Regions from separate parts of the Gossypium hirsutum genome. Here regions 1 and 3 are each linked to region 2. A link is a contact called in public Hi-C data. All regions are on one chromosome and are shown on one strand. Each heading gives the region's core, a stretch centred on a gene start, on an enhancer-like site or on the middle of the called end of the contact. The rest is flanking DNA. Distances are from core to core; before and after follow the strand shown. Region 1 holds the start of LOC107948659 (probable disease resistance RPP8-like protein 2). Region 2 holds the start of LOC107948664 (dynamin-related protein 5A). Region 3 holds the start of LOC107948660.

Evidence for each region. Hi-C and Micro-C count contacts between places; a contact is called where the count stands out from the background.
Region 1: a Hi-C map of leaf shows a contact between it and region 2, with 3 times the contacts expected there. The contact joins the promoter of LOC107948659 here to the promoter of LOC107948664 in region 2. A contact is called at or near these places in 8 of 34 Hi-C or Micro-C datasets (callus, hypocotyl and leaf).
Region 3: a contact with region 2 is called in a Hi-C map of leaf, with 2.8 times the contacts expected there. The contact joins the promoter of LOC107948660 here to the promoter of LOC107948664 in region 2. A contact is called at or near these places in 10 of 34 Hi-C or Micro-C datasets (callus, cotyledon, hypocotyl and 1 more).

The regions. Positions count from the first base shown.
Region 1 is chrA04:6,837,729-6,840,428 of Gossypium_hirsutum_v2.1, forward strand. LOC107948659 (probable disease resistance RPP8-like protein 2) reads left to right here and starts at 1,438. Exons shown (of 3, transcript XM_016883283.2): 1 at 1,438-1,792.
Region 2 is chrA04:6,989,293-6,991,992 of Gossypium_hirsutum_v2.1, forward strand. LOC107948664 (dynamin-related protein 5A) reads left to right here and starts at 1,316. Exons shown (of 8, transcript XM_041110822.1): 1 at 1,316-1,690; 2 at 2,207-2,398; 3 at 2,513-2,700. The coding sequence starts at 1,361.
Region 3 is chrA04:6,858,236-6,860,935 of Gossypium_hirsutum_v2.1, forward strand. It overlaps LOC107948660, which reads left to right and starts at 1,317. Exons shown (of 2, transcript XM_016883284.2): 1 at 1,317-1,470; 2 at 1,644-2,700. The coding sequence starts at 1,981.

The DNA of each region.
Region 1 (2,700 bases), core at 188-2,687, 150 kb before region 2:
TTTACTGGAACCTTTTTAATTCATATACTCGGTGAAAAAGGACTATTTTACCAATAGAGGCTTATTTCCAATTTTATTTACGGAAATAGCTATTTTTCCATTATTTATTAGAATAGGCTGAAAACACCAAAATGCGTCTACATAGGAGTGTTTTAGGGAGATATTCTAGTAAAACGCATCCTTGAGGGAGCAATTTTGTCATGTCAGTACAAAACGCGCTGACGTGGACGCGCTTTGCTGACTTGGCAAAATCACTCCCTCATAGATACATTTTAGCCCGTGTAAGATAAATTTTTATATTTTTAATTTTTTGGAATTTAATTGTATATTTTTTAAATTGATGCCTAATTATCGATATAATTTCTTTTGTTAAATTAGATGGTATGACATTTTGAAATTAATTTTTTTTTCATATTGATATCAATATAACTAAAAAAATGACGTTTGCAATGAATTTGAATTTAACAAAATAATTTTAACTATGTTAATAATTTCACTTTAATTTTGAAATTTAAACTATAGAGAGATTAAGTGTCTAAAAATTAAAAATATAAAGTTTAAATTTTAAATTTACGAAAAGTATAATAATGACCGAGCTTGGCATTAAATTGGGGGCTACCTATTTTTTTTTAAAATTTTGGGTTTTAATGAGAATTTTTAAAAATTTGGATAGATATATTTAAAATTTTCAAAAATTTACAAAAAAAATTTTTTTGGAAGAGCGTAATTAAATTTTAAAATTTTTTTGAAAGGTATAGAGAAAATTTTTAAAAATTTTGAGAGACTTAATTAAAATTCTAAAAAGATTTAAGGGTATAATGAAATTTTAAAAACTTTGGGGTTAAAGCCCCTCAATCCTTTTGCATATTTTAACCAAAATATTTTCATTAAAAATAATTGAAAACTTGCATCTTGTTTTTTTTAGATTAATTTGTCAAAAACAAAATTGAGCATTTTTAGCTGGGTAAATTAGAAAAACATATTGTTTTTTTTTGTAAAATTTAAGTCGATTTTGGAGAGAAAAACAGAAAACACTTTTTACAAAATGTATTTATTTTGATACATTAATTCTTTCAATTAAATGGTTAAATGTTAGTGGTTTTTTTTAAGTCTTGGATTTGATTTCTTTACTGCTCACATTTGTATTTTTTATTTCATATTATTTTAAATTTTTAAAAATTTTAATCAATTTTTTAATTAGTAAATATATTATTTTAAAAATTTAAATTATTTTAAAAAATTAAAATAAAATAAAAAATATAAATGTGAGCATGAGAAGAATCAAATTTGAGATCCAAGAATAAAACTATTAACATTTAATTATCTAATAAAAAATCTAATATATAAAAAATGTATTTTATAAAATCAATTTCTATTTCTCTATATTGATCTATTTCCTAAATATAAAAAAAAGTACTACCTCAGAGCTATTATGATGTTTTAGAAATATTGAATTATGATTAATTTTTTTCTTTCAAACATGAAAAAGTACTACCTCTTAGCTCTTCTTTTCATGTACCTAACGTTCAATTATTGAAAGAAAAATGCTCCTTTGAGTGGATTCATTTTACACCTCTTCTTTTCATTTACGTCCCATTTAATCTCTTATTTTATTTCTCTATCTTAGCAACGCCTAGCTTAACCGGCGGTCTCCAGGAAGCTATTGTCGTCAGATCAGCTAAAAACTACAGCCTGAAGTTCAAACACTAAAAAATTGCAGACGCCAATCTGCGATGGTCCCAAATGAATGAGCCTGCCTGCAGATTGTGCACCTCAACACTTGTATTTAACGGTACGTAATCCCAATCTTCTTACTGCTCCATTTGTTCAGAATAACAAAACCAGTATTTTCAAAACTGGACCAAATTAGTTGATTGAATCAAGAATAGATGAGGGTATTAGCTAGAAGATAGGAGTTGACTAGAACTTTTTAGAGGTCGAAATTAAATTTTAATTTTTAATAACATATATGTTTGTAATTTTTAAAAAATTAAATTAAATTTTTATATTTTTAGAAGGTGAAAGTGTAATTTTACTTTTATTAATTTAAATTTAAAAATTTTAAGACTTAAATGAATAATTTTTCATTTTAAGGTGTCCATCCTTACCAGCCCCCTAAATATGCTATTGGGTGAAAATGATTGACTCGTCAATCGATATAAACTAGATGAACCAAGCAAAAAAATTTGGTTGAATCACTATTTTTATTTTAAAAATATTTTTTATGAATATTTAAAATTTTATTTAATTGAATCGGAAAAATTGATCAAACTGAAAATTTGTGCTTGACCGATTTGACCAAAGAAAAAAAGAAAAAATATATGTGTAAAAGAGAAAATATTACAACTTTTTTTTTTCTACATATCTTTTAAATAGATTGAATGTTTTAACTAACTATTGAATTAACAGAAGTACTTATTTGGGAACAAAAAGAAATTTAGGTTTCATTTGTGATAAAAAAATGTTTAGGTATCAATATAGGAAAAAATGCATAGTTTAGGTACTAATTTGTAGGTTAAGCTTTTTTAAAGGAAAAAAAATAGATTTAACAATTTGACTGATTGTTTGGTTAACGGAGGAGGTACCAATTTAGGAAAAAAAAGTTTAAGTACGAAAACAAGAGAATTTAAATACCAATTTGTGAGTTAAACCTAAAGAAATACTTACAAGAATACTATATGTTCAATAAATGCAAAAAAA
Region 2 (2,700 bases), core at 66-2,565:
ATTAAATAAATATGTATCATTTGTTTTAGATGTGTTCATGCTAAAAATTTAAGCTTAAATGAGTTTAAGTACCTGAGAATTAAAGTTGTGTTTAATTAACTGAAAAATTAAGTGCTGAATTTTTACTACTAAATTATATAAGTGCTAAATTTATATTAAAAAATTGTTTAGTAAATTGGTAAATTATGTTGTTTGATAAAAGTAAACATTGGTTTTTAAAAGATAATATATTTTTTTATTTTTAATTTTATTAAATAATTTTTTATATTATTTTGAATAGTTTTGGATGACAGATAAATATATTAATTTGAATATTTTATTTTATAAAAAATTTACTTCAATTTTTTAATATAATAAAATCAACTTAAAATTTTTTATATTATTTGTATTTTATTTTATTCAACACTTTTTTTTGTTAAAAAATTATACTAAGTAAAAAGAATTATTATTAAACACATTTAAAATATTAAATAGGTCAGAGGAATAAAACATTTAGAAACTCCGACAATTTGTACTTCTACAAGAACCCATCGCGGACGATATTGGTATAGATTGACAAAAGATGGAATGATGGTGGTAGATGAGAGGTGTGGATTGAAAGACGAGTGAAGCTGCTAGGTTTTCTCAGATTTTAGGAGTAATTTGGATTTAGTCTTGTTGTTTATTTTGTTGTTTTGATTTTTCTTTTAAGGTTTTAAATCTGGGTTTCTTGTTTTTGGTCGATTAAAGCCTCTTAAGAAATAATTTGACAAGTCTGGCTTTTTTATTAATTAGAAACATTACCAACATTTGGTGGATTAGACTGTGAAGGACACGTGTCCCCCATACAGACAATATAATCATATTTATGATTTATTGGAATCCATTCCTTATTTTTTTTTCAAAAGAAAAAAATTAAATATTGAAAATTTTCATTTCAGTCTAAAATTGAACAAAACTAGCAAAAATTTTTCTTTAGAGACTTTTTTATTTATAACTAATTTTAGAAGAAGAAAAAAAAAGAAAACTTGAAAAAATAAGACTAATAATTTTCATAGAGAAAATTGATAACTTTCATGTAATATAAATTATCTTTATCATGAATAAAAAATATTTTAATTTATAAATTTATGTGCTTAATGTAAAAAAAAATTATTATTTTCTTAAAAAAAATCTTAAATATAGAACGAAAAGAAAAAAAACGAAAATTGTTACAAATAGCATTTAACCAAGAACGCTGTGAGCGTAGCCCATGTCAAGTTCAGCCCAATCCAAAATTCCCCGGCCCAAAATTCTTCAACGTCTATATTTTGAATATTTAAATTCAAAATCTAAAGCGCCTAACTTTCCGTCTCCTCCGTCTCTCAATTTTTTCTCTTCAATGGCGACGGCGACCCCTACTCCAACTAAAACCCCAGTAGACAAATCTAGAGGATCTCACTCTCACCACCAAGAAGATGATTCTTCCTCATCTCGGTCCCGTTTCGAAGCCTACAATCGCCTCCAAGCCATGGCAGTGGCCTTCGGAGAGAAGCTGCCGATCCCGGAAATCGTAGCCCTCGGCGGTCAATCTGATGGCAAAAGCTCTCTCCTTGAAGCTTTGCTTGGATTCCGTTTCAATGTGCGTGAAGTTGAAATGGGTACTCGTCGACCTCTCATTTTACAGATGGTTCATGACCCTTCTGCACTTGAGCCTCGTTGTCACTTTCAGGTGGTTTTTGCTTTTGGAGTTGGGTGCTTTTGGTTTAATGACTTTATTTTTTGGGGTTTGTTTTTATGTTTCTATTTAAAGTTTTGTATTGATTTTGTTATATGCTGAATTGGGCTTTTATCTGTGTTTATTTAATTTATATGAATTAATAACTGGATTTTGGATGGGAGAATTGATCATATTAATAACTGGATTTTGGATGGGAGAATTTCAAACTGTATGATCAAAAGAAATATTTAGAATTTATGATCGAAAAATTTAAGGCTTTTTCTTTATAATAAAATAGACGGATCAATTTTGTTATAAAGTTAGTGAAAATATCGATAATGTAACTATTTACCAAAGATTTATTTTGTTTTAGATCTGAATAATCTTAAACTATAGGGTTAATGTTTGCTAGAAAAAAGTTTTCTGTAACATCTGGGTCTTCATTGAGTAAATGCTCCATTTGAGCAGCATCCTATGTTTGCATTGTCTTCTTTTCCGTTGATACTTAAAATTGACAATTGAAAACAGGAAGAAGATTCTGAAGAATATGGAAGTCCAGTTGTTTCAGCATCAACAATTGCGGATGTCATAAAATCAAGAACCGAGGCACTTCTGAAAAAGACTAAAACTTCTGTTTCTCCTAAGCCAATTGTAATGAGAGCTGAATTTGCACACTGTCCTAACCTCACCATCATTGATACCCCAGGATTTGTTCTGAAGGTAGCTTGCTGATTCATCTGAAAAAGGAAAATTCAGATTTGGATTGATTGAAATCTTTGTAGTAAAATGATCTTATTTATGAATCACATTTTATGGTTGGAAATTTTTTGGCAGGCGAAGAAGGGAGAACCAGAGAATACTCCACAGGAGATTCTATCCATGGTGAAGTCATTAGCTAGTCCTCCCCATCGTATTCTGTTGTTCCTTCAGCAGAGTAGTGTGGAATGGTGCTCATCATTATGGTTGGACTCAATTAGGGAAATTGATCCAACCTTTAGAAGGACAGTAATTGTGGTCTCCAA
Region 3 (2,700 bases), core at 67-2,566, 130 kb before region 2:
TATTTAAAAATATTTTTTAAAATTTTGTTTATTAAATTAAATAAATACTATAATATTACAGATATTTATTTTTTAAAAATATTTATTTTAAATATGTCTTAGAATTGTATTTTTAAAATTAAAACACTTGTATTTATAGTATTTATTGTATAAAACATTTGTAATTATAAAATTTAGTATATTATAATATTATAAGTTAATTAAGAAAATATTAGATTAACATAATTATTAAAAATAAATTTTAACAAAAAAATTATAAAAGTACTTATTGCTTCATATTTTATAATTATGTATGATTTATATAACAAAATTTAATCATACAAAATTATCCTTTTTTTAAAAATATAATTTGCTTCCTTATAGTTTATTAATAAAATAAAATATCACTACCTTATATATATATATATATATCATATTCAATATCTAATTTACATTAGTCCAAAAATATCATTTAATAATTATATTATTGAAATATTATGTTTAAATTTATTTATTATATTATTAATAAAAATTATAACAAATATAATATATTTTAATTAATACATATAATCGATAGCACAAGTAAATAAATGTTTTAATCTATGATAGATACATAGATAGATGATATATAATTATATATTACAAGAAGTTTTTGTACTTTTTGAAAATTAAAAATTAATCTTTATATTTTAATTTTGAAACACTGAATGTTGATTTCATCTAAATTTTCCAATAGTGACTATTTAATGAAGGTAAAATAATTTTTTAATCTTCAATATTTATAATTTTTTATCAATTTGGTCTTTACTTTTTTTTAAATATTTATTTTTAAAAATATGAATTTATGAAAAATAAAAACTGTCTTAAATTCAAAAAATAAAAAATAATTTTTAATATATAAAAACTTTAAAATTCAATGTTGTTTAAACCATTCAACTTATTGTCCAAAATGTAATATAAAAATTTATATTAGATTATTTTTTTGAATTTTAAATGGTTTTCATTTCTTTCATAATTTTAGATTTTTAAAAATATTTTAAAATTTTAATTAAAATATGGAAAAAAATAAAAAAATAAAAAATTTTATTTACTTTTAAAGGTAAGGACTAAATTGATAAAAATTGATAAAAATGTACATATTTAGGGTTAAAAAATTATTTTACCTTTCTATGGAGCCTCTAACGGAAAAATAAGATGGAGAGAAAAATATTTTTAAATAAAAAAGCAAAAGGACTCAATGTTTAAATTAAAGTATAGGGACTCAATGTTTAAATAAATTTTAAAAAATACAGGGACCTTTGGCAGATTTAAACCATAGCGTTTGTAAGGAAGTTCTCAGTGTATTTGTTTAAGCATAACGCGTTGACGCTTAGAGTAAAGAAGCTGACTTATCCCATCAACGTTAGCTAAACCGTTTCGCAGAGCAAAACCCAGTTAGGTGATGCAACTGGACTCATCAGGAAGCATTAACAATCACAATGATGCCCACAAGTAAGGAACTAGTTTTCTTTCTTAGATTCTGCATATATAAATTCATTATGGGTAGAAATGCAGTAAATATGAACAAAATATGTTTCTGGAAAAAATGGAAGATTTATTTTTGCAAATCACTAGTTAGCTGCGTTATATGTTTGAGTAAGTCTTGTTTGTTCGTGCATATGCAGTAGTTGGTAGCTTAATTTTGGTGAGGAAAAGCCGAAAGATGATGAGGGTATTTCCTCCCTCATTATTGAAGTTGTGGAAGGAATGGGAGATCCGAGCAATGGTTGTAACCAGCCTTGTGCTCCAAATTTTGCTCATTTCATTTGGCAAGCGCAGAAAAAGGAGTTCAAAAAGAAGGATTAGAGCTGCTGTTGGTGTTCCTATTTGTTGGCTGATTCTGTAGCAAGTATCGCCCTTGGCATACTAACAAATGACCTGGCTGATATATATGATAAGGAAGACGCTATTGACGTCAGCACTGAGCTTAAAGCAACGTGGGCACCCTTTCTCCTACTGCACATGGGCGGCCCAGATGCCATTACGGCTTACTCCCTGGAAGACAATCAGCTATGGTTAAGGCACCTTTTTGGACTAATTGTCCAGACAACTGTGACAATATACATCTTCCTCATGGCATGGACAGGTTCCCTTCTCTCCAGGCTAACCATTCCAATGATTGTGGCTGGATCAATTAAGTATGCTGAGAGGACATGGACTCTATGGAGAGCCAGCACTGGCGAATTACGAGACTTGATGCTAACTTCTCCAGATCCTGGTCCTAATTACCCCAAGTTGATGGATGAATACAGTCTGAGGAAATCTGAGGGGTTCTTGGTGACTATAGAAGAGGTGAATGAAGGTGCGCAAGAATTGGATATAATAACCTCTGACAAAGACAATATCATTAAAGCCACTGCGATGTTTGAGATATTCAAGCGTCTGTTTGCAGATCTCATCCTAAGCTTTAAAGACAAGGAGAAAAGCCAACATTTATTCGAGGACGAAAAGATGAGTTCGAAGGATGCTTTTGATGTTGTGGCCATTGAACTAGGATTCATGTATGATTTACTATACACCAAAGCTATGGTAAATTATACTCGTTCTGGTTTGGTTTGCCGCTTTACTACTGTCCTTCTCACCTGTCTTGCTTTGGGGCTGTTCTCTACTGATAACCTGAACAAGAATGAAAAGGCTGATGTATGCATCACTTTTCTTTTGCTTGTTGTAGCTGTTCTTCTG